Regions from separate parts of the Mus musculus genome. Here region 1 is linked to region 2. The links are chromatin contacts, called in public Micro-C maps. All regions are on one chromosome and are shown on one strand. The core of a region is the stretch at or near the end of the contact, and the rest is flanking DNA. Distances in the headings are between cores, read along the strand shown. Region 1 has its middle 20 kb from the start of Vim. Region 2 overlaps Cubn (cubilin (intrinsic factor-cobalamin receptor)).

Region 1 (3,037 bases), core at 145-2,644, 300 kb before region 2:
GAAGACTGAGGGCTACTCCCAAGGCCTAGTTTATAATTTAGAAAATATGAAGATTGATGGCAAGAGTTGTTATGCTCAAAATGTCTAGAAATTGGATAGTTTAATGTTCCCTCAGAGCTTCAACCCATTACAAGGTAGAGGGTTTTTATTATTATTATTATTATTATTATTATTATTATTACTACTATTATTATTAATTTCTGTTTTCCTTTTCATTAGGCTTCTACAGTCCACACTTTGGAAGTGGACTTATATCTCTATTTCCTGATTTGCTATCTGGATGGCCTTGTCAATATTGCTTAATTATTGCCATCTGTAAACCTCAGTTTTCCTATCTATGAAGTGGGGATTACAAATGCTTGACTGATTGAGGATTGTGTGGGTCATAGGGTAGCTTTTTTTCTATGCCCATTTTCAATTTCAGGAACTTCCTTTAGAGCATGAATGTATGGCCTGCCTTTGAATGGAGTTTCTTATTTGATACTGATCAAGCAGTATTTGCAGATTCTGGGGACAGACCAATGAACAAACAAAGGGGACTCCTGAACTCAGGCAATTACATTCTAGGGAGGCCACAAAAACTGTCAAGTGACCCAATACATAAGGTTGCAATAGCAGGTTGAAATGAGTGTGTTACAGCAAATGTCGTTTTGAGAAAAAGAAAGATGGAGCAAAGGGACAGATAGTAATGAGGTCAAGAACAGTTACTTGTATGAGGAAGCATTAAAAGAAAAAGATAATTTATCAATAATGGTTCAAGAAGAGGAAGCCTGTGAGGTTGAGAGGGACAGAGATCGACACAGACAGGTAGGACACAGGAGAGATGGGAGAACTAATAGTATTATATTTTACTTAAGTTAAAAATAACTTTAAAAGACAATGACGATTTTGAAACTTTGGGGTGTTGAGAAATGAAGAGAGAGGCCATCAGAAGAACTAAAAGATAAAGGATTTTTTCTTTCTGGAGGCACAGTCTGAAAAGTGAAAATAACTGAAAGACCTGGTGTCCAAGAATCTTCAGAAGATTTGGGCTTCCACACAGTTATTTCAGGAAATGGTTTCCATCACTGAGTCACCTTGGCAGAAGGTATTAGAACCCAGGACCTAGGGTTGTGACAGTTTAAGCCTTTTCCTGGACACTACCTGCTGGGTTCTGAACCTGAAAATCAGCTCAAGGGTGAGAACTCATCAAAGGGTAAGCAACTTCGTGTGACCAAATTGCTACCAGCCTTTTTTGCCTCTTCCACTCCTGCCTCTGCTTGTAGGAGTTAAGAAGCACTCTTGATGGCTGAGTATATTTCTTTCCTAAAGAAGTCAGGGTATATAACTGACATCCCCAGCTTCCTGTGAGTCAGTGGCTTTAAATGTCCTTCCAGCCCTGCAGTTATTATGATCATGGTGGCTCCCTGGATTCTAACAGTTAAGAGATAGCAGATGGCCCCAGCCTCAGGCTAGGAAACAACGTCTACTCTATGCCTGCCTTACCACCATCAGCTTTGGCCTGCAGACCTCAGCTGTCTACCTCCACTACTGCTTTAGTGGTGGCTTCTCAGGTCTTCTAAGGAAAATTAAAAATTCTATTTGTTGTATGAAAGATTACCTAGGTATGACTGGGAGTGAGGCTCAGGGGACATCACCCCTCACTGCTAAGTTATTTGCTACTGATAGAGTTGGGGAGAGGAGGAGGCATTGTCTTCCATGATGACTCCTCCAGTGAACGGTTCCAAGCCAGTGGGCACACAAGTAGCCCTGATTAACTAAATGGGGCAAAGACTCGAAAAGAAAGCAAAACAAACCCAAAAAGTCATGATTCTGGGAAAGAGATTGATCAAGACGAAGAAAGAGAGATTGATTGAAATGTGAGAGAATCAACACAAGGTATATAGAAGAGAGTGAATAGAATTCTATACATGCATGGAACTGTTACATAACAACCTTAATTAATAAAGGAAACACTTATTAGATAAAGTGCCAATGACAGAGAAAAGAGCTGCAGAGGAACAGACAGGGGACTACATAGGACCACAGTGGGTGTTTAACGTTTTGCAAAGAGAGAATGATTAAGAAGAGTCTCTGTTTATGACCCTCAGATTAGTTACTTTTGGATCATATGTATCACATGACCTATTAAATGAAGGGCCATTCATCAAGGTCTTTTGAGTAGCTTTGATGTAACTCACCTCTTAGTCTTCCTCATAAAGCGTTCTTTCTATGAAATTTTGTTTACCTCGAACATTTCCTGTCTGCTGTTGACTTTGGCAGAGAAAGTAAAATCTCATCACTATAGTATTGTCAAGAGCACTTACAGTCAAACTGAAGAATGTCATGATCCCATGGCCTGAAGGCCAGGCACAGACTTAACCACACCCAATTCTTTTTTTTTTTTTCCTTTACTATTTAGCTTAGTTGAGCATACAGAGTGATCACTTTCATGACATCGTCTTCATACATGTGTGGATACAGATTCATGCATGCATATACATAGATATGCTGTAATTCTTCCCGATTATTTGACTGTATCCAGTTCTTTCTAGAACACACTAGAACTATATGGATGACCTCTTGCTTCCCTTGGGCTCTGCCGGTCTGAAAGCAAAAGCAGGTGAATGTGACTTGGGCTTAAAGGTGACAGTGGAGAACATGACAATGGAGAACATGAAGAATGATTTGCTGAAGCTCATGGCAGTTGGAACAAAAACTGCCTGATTCTGTCACAGCCCAAGGGGAGAGACATTTTGAAATGAATTCTGCCGAGAGCTGATTACATTGTTTCACAGGCAGTTCATCCTATCTACCACCCGTGGACAGCTCCAACCAATCCATGCCTTTATTCTCACAGTAAACTAACTCATGATCGATGAATCACAGAGGGCATGAGAATTTATCTGGAGGTGGTGCAGAGAATGTTCAATTATCTAATTGGACTCATGACCCTAAACACATTCGATTACATAACTGGAGATTCTGTACCCATATTTAATTGAAACATGGACTGGATTGTGGCAAGGGAAAAGTCAGTGAATGGAAAAAGAAATAA
Region 2 (2,789 bases), core at 278-2,777:
TATCCTATGGGATTCAGAAATGTGACTTCTAAACACTAAATGCTTCAAATTATTGTTGTAAGGCCAATTATAAACTCCTGAACATCAAACTTGCATAAAAACATTCCCTAGAGCTTTCTGGGAGCCCTTGTAATAACTCACTGGGCTTAACCCTTCTGCATATTATCAGGCACTGGGGAAGGGTGTGTGCCTCTTTAGGGACAACATCAGCAGACCCTAGGTGCATTGGTTAGGAGATAGCACTGCCACTAAGCATTCATGTACTTAGTTATTCATTAAATAAGTGTGAATTTCAGTCTACCTCATTATAGATATTAGCTCAAACATTTAAAAATGCATAAAGAGTAAATAATTATTACTGTGATACTTTGAATCTTACATGACCCACCAAAGCACAGCCGTTAAGAAGACATGGTTGGTAGCATGGGAGTCAGTTAGGAAGGTAGGTTACTGAGGACACTGCCGTTTGAAAGATACCTGAGTCCCAACCACTCTTTTCTATCTGCATCAGTGCTTCTGTGAAGTATATAACCCCCACCCCCTGTGTGTCCTTCTGTCATGACCTTAACACAGTCCTAGAACAACAAAGCTCTATAACTGTGTTGCTATAGAGATTAGTCGTGCAAAGACTGAGTCCTAGAGACAAAGTATATCTTGAGTTGACTATTATAGGCATTTTGTCACAGTGACACCAAGAAACAAGGCTTCTAGAAGGCAAGGTGTGCCTGAGTTAGTGTTCAGACACTAACTCACCACAGACATGCAGTCCCTGCTCCAGTGTTGTTCAGGGTCTACCCACAGCAAGAGATTTGGTGTTGGCAAGGAACAGAACAGAGAAATAATTTCAGGTTTGATCATACAGGAGGCTAGTAGTCATGCAGTTTGTAACTATATATTCCAATCAGTTACGCTAACTCTTACTTTAATGTGGTTGGATGAATATAGTACCAGCACAGGGCCACCTTCTACCCAGCCCTAGCTTGTCCTTGTCCTGCCCCTCACATCTACCAGTCTCTAACTGACGTTGGTCTTGTAAAGTAAGACCCAGGCTCCTCGGCATGAACTGGGTGGTCTTCCCCGACTCTCTCTCTCTTTTATAGTATGAATCTCCTTGATATTATTTGACAGAATTACCTTTTCTTTTCTTTGGTTTCTTTTTTATATTTTTCCATGCATATTTGTAGATATATCTGTAAACAGCAACACACACACAGACACACACACACACACACACACGCACATGCGCGCACATACGTTTATATTTAGCTCTTTCTTCTCACTATTTTATGAGCACCTTGAAGGTACATAAATGCTCTTATGTCTCTCCATATACACACTACCCAACACAAGCCAGGTACATGATACAAGTGAAAGCTTGTATAGACCACAGTGGTTGTAATGAAACCTCACTTAGCAGAAAAAGTATGTTGTCTTTAACTTGGCAACTCTTCTCTATAAAGTGAGGGTGTTTGACTACAGAACTTCACTTTTCTGTGCTCCTCGTGAATTCATATAGAAGAGACAGCACCATCTAGTGGTCAGTTTTGTTTCATTTTTTAATTTTGAAATTTATCATGTTCATTTTATAACATCAGTGGCCACACTACTCTGAGATTTCTGATCTAATGTGGTTCTGTTATGAACTCATATTCAGGGCTACAGAAACACAGAAAATCATTATTAAAGTACAATAAAAATTAACAACATAGACATAAAAATGAAAACATACTATATTAATTTATTTATTTATTTATTTATTTTTTAGTAAAGTGTTTGAGGGATATACAAATCCTCACTATTTCTTTGGGTGTTTGTAAAAATCTGTGAAAGCCATCAGTAGTTCTGGATGCTAGAGACACTTCTGAGCATAACTCCGTTTCTCTTCCTGTGAAACTCACACTTGTGCAGAGGGGGCGCCCAATCAAAGTAAATAAGCATTACATTGATTGAGTTTCATCACAGTAAAATAAAACAAGATGGTATTGGAGGAGGGCCCCACTGTGTGGGATTAGACTCTCAGGGGAGGTGACATTTGAGTAAAAGGTCTATGACTAGGGATTATCAGTCCTTCAAGAAAGACTATGTCTCCAAGGGAGGAGACTGTCAGAGGCAGCAAGCACTGGGAAGGGAGAGAAGCAACAGCATTGACCAGGGCTTGCAAGTTCTGCATTGGGTACAAGGTATAGTTTTGTAGGAAGAATAGACACATACTCTAGGTCATCAAACACCTGGGCACTACGGTGCAGAACTCTGTGAGTGCTCTGTGCAATTGATCTGTGAGCCATGTTCTGAAGAAACTGTGTCACATGGCATTGATACAATATATTTCGAAAGTGGAACAAAGTGGGGATGCTTATCATGGGAATGGGAGAGTTGAGTATGACTGGAATTTAGACTTGAGCTGTTTATTGAGATAGAGTAGACTCAGGGAGAATATTTTAGGGAAGGGTGATGCTGTGGTGTGTACATATCACTCAAGTACCTGTGGTAGAAATGTAAACCTTATATCCATATGCTAAAGGTATGGGGGGCTTTGAGGTATAACTGGGGTTAGATGAAGTCATGAGAGTGGGGTTCCTATCATGGGGTGAATAGTATCACCCCAGGAGAGGAAGAGATTGCCGAGCTGGCATGCTCCTGATGATCTTCTTAGGATGCTCATATGTTAGAAGGCAAGAAGGCCCTCATCAAAGTCTGCCCCTTGAATTCTGAATGTTCCTCAATCCTCAGAAATATCACAATTAACTTACTTGTGTATAAATGACATGGTCTATGGTACTCTGGTACAG

What was found. A called contact is a pair of places that touch in the nucleus more often than the background predicts.
Region 1: a contact with region 2 is called in a Micro-C map of the HL-1 cell line, with 4 times the contacts expected there. The contact joins two enhancer-like sites. A contact is called at or near these places in 9 of 15 datasets of contacts at CTCF or cohesin (CD8 T cells, the G1E-ER4 cell line, the NIH/3T3 cell line and 4 more), 258 of 484 Hi-C or Micro-C datasets (2-cell-like embryonic stem cells, the 3T3-L1 cell line, the 63-12 cell line and 132 more) and 18 of 115 datasets of contacts at active chromatin or transcription factors (CD8 T cells, the HPC-7 cell line, the NIH/3T3 cell line and 14 more).

The regions. Positions count from the first base shown.
Region 1 is chr2:13,592,803-13,595,839 of GRCm38.p6, reverse strand. No RefSeq gene overlaps it. Among named protein-coding and RNA genes, the nearest start is that of Vim, 20 kb to the right of the region's middle. Within about 2 kb of position 1,394, at least 3 of the 459 cell types and tissues checked have an H3K27ac peak or open chromatin away from gene starts, as enhancers often do. A contact at or near this core is called in the HL-1 cell line, where this site is marked.
Region 2 is chr2:13,289,534-13,292,322 of GRCm38.p6, reverse strand. All of the region lies in intron 60 of Cubn (cubilin (intrinsic factor-cobalamin receptor)), which reads left to right. The region is part of intron 2 of Gm13270 (a long non-coding RNA gene); the gene reads right to left. Among named protein-coding and RNA genes, the nearest start is that of Gm13270, 19 kb to the right of the region's middle. Within about 2 kb of position 1,527, at least 11 of the 459 cell types and tissues checked have an H3K27ac peak or open chromatin away from gene starts, as enhancers often do. A contact at or near this core is called in the HL-1 cell line, where this site is marked.